Regions from separate parts of the Urocitellus parryii genome. Here region 1 is linked to region 2. A link is a contact called in public Hi-C data. All regions are on one chromosome and are shown on one strand. The core of a region is the stretch at or near the end of the contact, and the rest is flanking DNA. Distances in the headings are between cores, read along the strand shown. Region 1 holds the start of Clspn (claspin). Region 2 holds the start of Tfap2e (transcription factor AP-2 epsilon).

What was found. A called contact is a pair of places that touch in the nucleus more often than the background predicts.
Region 1: a Hi-C map of muscle shows a contact between it and region 2, with 7 times the contacts expected there. The contact joins the promoter of Clspn here to the promoter of Tfap2e in region 2. A contact is called at or near these places in 2 of 2 Hi-C or Micro-C datasets (liver and muscle).

What each region holds. Positions count from the first base shown.
Region 1 is chr11:22,737,800-22,740,846 of mUroPar1.hap1, reverse strand. It overlaps Clspn (claspin), which reads left to right and starts at 1,561. Exons shown (of 25, transcript XM_077791386.1): 1 at 1,561-1,584. The coding sequence starts at 1,561.
Region 2 is chr11:22,562,642-22,565,775 of mUroPar1.hap1, reverse strand. Tfap2e (transcription factor AP-2 epsilon) reads right to left here and starts at 1,683. Exons shown (of 7, transcript XM_026393478.2): 1 at 1,657-1,683; 2 at 845-1,327; 3 at 233-284. The coding sequence starts at 1,683.

The sequences.
Region 1 (3,047 bases), core at 312-2,811, 180 kb before region 2:
CAAATAGACTAAGAAATGAGGATTAGATTATTATTTCTTTTTCTTCCTTTTTGGTTCTAAGGTTTGAACCCAGGGCCTGATGCATACTGGGCAAGTGCTCTGCCACTGAGCTACATTCCCAGCCCAAGATCTTGATGAGTGCAGAAGTGGTTTGAGAGGTGGTAAAGAGGTGAATAAATGAAGGTGAGGATAGGAGCTTTTTAACTGAACCCAGCCAAAAGTGGAAACTTGGAAGGAGGACAGTGGATAGGGTGACCATCTGTCCTGGTATGCCTATGACTGAGGAGGTTCCCAGCGTTGTGGAACTTTCACTGGGAAAGTCCTGGACAAATTGAACCTAGTTGGTCATCCTACTATTGGATATGACCATAGAGGTGAAGTGGGATGACAGATACTCTGATCTTTCTTTCCTGGTGCGTGCGCTCTGATCTTCACCTTACAGTATCTTGTAAAGTGCCTTAGAGTGGCCTGACCCAAAAGAAGACAAGAGGGCAAGAGAGCTGAACTAAGAGTCCTGAGAAGTCATCCTTGCTTGGACACAGAAAGGTCACAAGAAAAAACAGAATTGACTCAGAAAGGCAAAAAAGAAAATAACCCACATAGTGGGCAAAACTGAGATTAGAATGAGCTAGGATAAATCTGACTTCGGCCCGGTGTGATGGCCCACGCCTGTAATCCCAGAGGCTCGGGAGGCTGAGAGTTGTAAGCGAGTTCAAAGCCAGCTTCAACAAGGGGCGAGGTGCTAACTGGGAATGGGAAGTGGTTCAGTGGTCGAATGTCTCTGAATTCAATCCTCGGTACCAAAAAATAAATACATAAATAAAAATAAAAATCTGGAGCCAGAGCTTTGATTTCCCTCTCACCCCAAGGCTTATTCAAAGGTGGGGAGTCCTCTAGGGGTGAGATGAGTGCTTTTCGCATCGCATCCTCGAATCAACTCTAAGTAAATTTATAAAGATTATCCAAGGATATTCTTTGGTATCTGAGAATCTTGCAAAACTTTTTTAATGTACAAGGGCGAGTGCCTTGTAAAAGCAGCCGCCAACATTTAGCTGCTCCAAGGATGGTGGGGGCGGAGCTCGGTCTTCCTGCGATCACAGAACACCACAAGATGTTCGATTCCCAGTCTACTTCTTGCCTGGAGTGCTCAACCCCTCAATTTGCTTGGTGCGACCTGTCGAGCTACAGCAAGGGTCAAATGTCAAAGACCACCACTCATAAGGTCCCTTGTTGCAGGAATAAAAGGGCTGGGCCGCCCGCAGGAAACTCCTACCCTCGGTTCTGCTAACAAGAACAGCCAGTACCCGCCAAACTACCCTAGTTTATAGTCGAAGGGCCGGCAGGAGGCGCTTCGTGATTGGTGGGGCGAATGGGGGCGTGGCCTTGGACGAAACGCCTCCTCCGGATTGGTGCAAATCATCGAAGGTGGGGCATCCACTGCGGCTAGGCGCGAAAGCTCGAACGTCGCAGCCTGGCTGGAGACGGCGGGAGCTGCTGTCCCCAGGCTGAGGGAACCGGGAACCGAATCATCCAGAACAGAACGCTGGAGAAGCCGGACTCATGGCGGGCGATGTGGGTTCTGAAGTGAGTTTACGCGCAAGCCTCCCACCGGGCAGCGGAGGCGGCACGCCGAGGGTCGTGTTGGGTTCAGGCGGGAGCGGTGCTGAGCTGGGGCGCTGGGCCCGGCGGACTACAGCTCCCGGCGGACTCCGCGTCTTCTCGGCTCGGCTGGGTGGGCTCGCGGCCGCGCCTGGGGTCCGCAGCCGGCTTCCCGCGCTCGGTTGGCGGCAGTGCCCCTGGGGTCGATGGCGCGCGAGGGCCTCCGCCCAGCCCTCCTCAGCTTGTCCCCGCAGCCCACCCTTCCCCTTGGCGCCTTTCCTGCCGCGCGGGCTCCTCTTACCGCGCCCCGAACGAGAGAAGGCCGGCACCGCGGGATGCGGGGCGAGGTTCTGAGTAGACCGGAGAGCTTGTGCAAGTTCAGAACCGGGTCTGAACCGGATCTTGGAGGTAGTCGTGCGCCGGCCCCCAGCGTTTCCCGACAGGTCTTCGGATGCGGAAGTAACACTCCCGGGTCTCTGCTGGCCGCTGACTGCTCCCAGGCGTCTTTGGTCAAAGAAAGCATCTGTTTCCAGACCTGTGCGCTTTTCTGAGGTCGGCACTAGGGCCAGGCTCTCTCGCCTTGGTAGCAAAATTTGAAGGAGCTACCGAAAACTTCAGTGATCAAGTGAAGTTCATATTAATGCAGTATTTTAGAAAATCAGAAATTAATGCAAAAAGCCTATGATTTGATCTTGAACAAAAGGGCAGACTTTTTTTTTTTTCCTTTTGGTACTGGAGGTTGAACCTAGGATTGCTTTATCGCTGAGCTACATCCCAGACCTTTTAACTTTTTTTTTCTCCAAATATTTTGTTTTAGTTGTAGTAGGACACAACCTTTATTTTATTTTTATGTGGTGCTAGGTGAGCCACAACCCCAGCCCCATCTTTTTGAAACAGGGTCTCACTAAGTTGCTGAGGCTAGCCTTGAACTTGTGATCCTCCTGCCTCAGCCTCAGGCTCTGGGATTGCACGCATGTGCCACCCCGCCTGGCAATATAGCAAACTTAAATATTAAGACTCGACTTTACATGATTTTGTCTCACCTCATCCTAATCCAATAAAAACCTTGTTTCCAACAAAACTGTTAGGAAAAGCAGGCACCTGCAGGTGTAGCTGATCTGTTGTCCCAAGCTATTGGGGAGGCTGAGGTAGGAAGATCACATTTTGAGACCCTAACTTAAAAAATAAAAAGGGCTGATGGTGTAGCTCCATGATAGAGCATCCCTGGGTTCAATCCCCAGAACTGGAATAACTAAATAAATAAAATAAATGATTAAAAAAAAAAGAATAAAGAAAGCAAGTAGTTAACTTCATGAGACATAGTTGGTTAGTTTAATTTTTTAATTATATATACATATATATATTAAACATTTAAACATTTTTTAAAAGTCTTGATTACTGAGTTTTTAAAGATCCCTCAGCTCACTCTTTTCTTGGTACTGCTCTTT
Region 2 (3,134 bases), core at 434-2,933:
ACAGCAGGCGGCAGGCTTCAGGACAAAATCACAGACCCCGCTCTACTGCCCAATATCTAGCCAGGCCCGCAGCCTTCGCTGTCCCTCTAAGGGTTCGTGAAGAATGTTCAGAGGCCACCGAGCCTGGTGACGCACAGGAGGCACTGGCGGCAGTGAAGAAAATGGGTCTGTGCTCCCCGGGCCTGCACTATCTCGCCTGGCTCTGCCCTGGCAGTTACACACCATTCCTTACCTTTCTTTATCACAGACTGGTCCAGGAGGTTCATTCCCGGCTCATCCATGGCCTGCAAGTAGGTGAAGGTGGCAGTGAGGGCGTGAGTAAATCTAGTCGTCTGTCGCTTCCCAAGCCCCTGCTGCCCCTATCTCTGTCCGCTCAGCACTGCGTGCTGCAAAGCCGCCCAAGGCGGCGACGGGTGGGACCGGGATAGCGGTGGCTCGCACTATCTATCTGGCGCCAAGCTGGAATCCTGGGTACTCACCGTGGCTTAGACAAGCAACTACTGCGCCTCCCTTCGCTCCAGGAGCAGGATGCCCCAGAAGACTGCCCATCAGACGGGAATGGATGCCCAACGTGGCTCAATGGCACACCGGAAGAAAGAGAAGAGATTTGATCCCTCCCTGCTCAGAGTTGCGCAGGCACCACGCATTGACAAAGTGCCAGGCTACCTTTAAACTGCGGGCAGTGTCTAAACCAGGACGTGGGACGTATCTTGGAGTGGGAGAACTGGGAGAAAAGTTATGTCCCTGCATTTGTCACTTTTTACCTCCAGCCAGGTTGCTAAATCGCCGCAGCCAGAGGGAGCGAGGGGAGGTGGGTAGCCATCCCAGACCCCTCGAGTCTCACCTGCAGATCTTCCAGGCCAGGTGGCGCCGCCAGCCCGGGAAGGCCCAGGGGCGCCTCAGCTAGGCCGTGCGCACCGTCGGCCAGGCTGTGCAGTAGCCGGGGCACTGCGGCGGCGTAGTCACGGCGCGGGTCTAGACTCAGAGCGCGGGCGGGCGGCGCCAGCAAGCCGGGCGGCTCGTCGTGGGCGCGGGCGGCAGTGCGGGGCGCGGCCCAGGCAGCCTGCGGAGGTTGTGGCTGCGCCAGGGGCGTCAGGCCGCCGTATGGGTCCCCGGCCAGGTGGGGAAAGGCGGCGGCGGCGTCGGGCGCCTGGCCGTAGGGCAGTGGAGGCTGCGGGTAGGGCGGCGGGAAGTAGGGCGGCTGGAAGTCGGCGGCAGCTGCGGCCGCCGGCGTGTGGCAGAGCGGCGGCGCGGGTCCGTAGGCTGCCTGGGGCAGAGACGACAGACGGGCCCCGCCAGCCGCTGCGCCGAGCCCGTCGGGGCGCTCCTGGGAAGGAAAGGGAGAGCTAGGTGACCCACCGGCAGCTGAAAGGACCCCAACCAGAAAGGATCCTTCTTGGCTCCGGAGGATCCAGCTGCCGTCCGATCCTCTTCCTCGGGCCCAGTGTCTATCACCAAATGACCCGCGGGCGCAGGAGCCTCAGGCTGAGGACCGTGGTCTCCTACCCACCTCCCTCTAAGCTGGCGGAGTCCTTACTGCTCCCTCCCTCCGAGATTTCGTTGGCGCTAGGGCAGGAGGTTTGGAAGATGCAGCGCGCGGGCTCCTCGATTCTCCGGCCAAGGGTGCCCGGTGCGGCGGGACCTGAGACTACTCACCATGGCGGAGTAAGTATGCACCAGCATGAGGCGGGTAGTGCGGGGTGTGAGACGTGGCGGCGGCAGAGCTCTCGCCCGACGGCGAGCGCTGCGGGAAGAGGGGCGGGAAGCGGACACAGCCGGCTAGGGTCACCGCGCGGCACCTGGGTACCACCCAGCCCAGAGCCCAGACGGTGTAAAGTCCTCAGCTGTGAGCACCCTGAGGCTGGTCCAAGGAAGCGGAAAGGACTGGCCTCTGATGGCACTTGGAAAAGTCGGTCAACGGGTACCCAGCGCCTGCCCCACTCCCTCTGAGAGCAGCCTGCTCCATGCACTCCAGTTATAGTGGCGGGGGCGCGCCAGGCCTCGGGGGCGCGCATTAAAGAGACAAGCTATGGCCTTTCTCTCCTTTTTCCCTAGCGGTCGCCAAAAGGAGGGCGTGGCTTTGGTGGGATCCGGCTGGCTGGGTAGCGGCGAGTGGATTCGACCCCTGCTGATCTAAGCTGCATTCTGGGTTCGAAGCTCTCGCAACTGCAGTGAAACAGTTCTAGGCTGGGACAAAGAGGCCCTGAATTTGCTTAGCTCTCTGGCATCTTCACCTTTGCCCAAAGCACAACTCTTCACTGGTCTCAGCTTCCTCCTCTGTAAAGTGTGCATCATTTCTCAGGAAAAGAAGGTTGAGTTTTAGGGGGGAAAAATGAGCGATTGATTTAATTTTTTTTTTGAGAAAAAGGAAAAGATTTATTGCTTTTCTAGCCAAGGAGAAACAGAGGGGACTACTGTCCTAAAGGCTGTGATTCTGCCCACCAGCAGAAACAGGGGGCTTTTAAACAGGTGATTCAAAGGCTACATTCCACGTGTTCTCTGTCTGGAGTTGTAATTCACTTGCTAATTTGGGAGGTTGTCATTTTTTTTTTTTTTTAGTTGTTGATGTACCTTTATTTTTTGTTTATTTATATGTGGTGCTGAGGATCGAACCTGGTGCCTCACACATGCTAGGCAAGTGCTCTGCCACTGAGCCACAATCCCAGCCCTGTCATGTTTTTTTTTAATTGGTTTTATTTTTTAAATACCTGACAGCGGAATGCATCACAATTCTTATTACGGCATATAGAACAAATTTCCATGTCTCTGTTTGTATATAAAGTATGTTCACACCAATTCATGTCTTCATACATGTACTTTGGCTAAAGATGTCATCACATTCCTCCATCATTGCTAACCCCCTGCCTCCTCCCTTTGCCTCCCACCCCTCTGGCCTACTTAGAGTTCCTCAATTTGGGAGGTTGTCATTTCTGAGATCTTCTGGTACCATTCCTAAAGTCTGGGTTACTTTATTCATGTGGTAATACTGTTTTCCCTGAGATTAGAGAGGGGGGGAGATTAGGGAGGAGCAGGGAGAGAGGAAGAGAAAGAAACATGTCCATTTAAAAAAGTAAGTTGCAGTGGCAGAGCAGCATTATATTCAAAGCAAGTGTTATATTTAAAGTGGACTACTG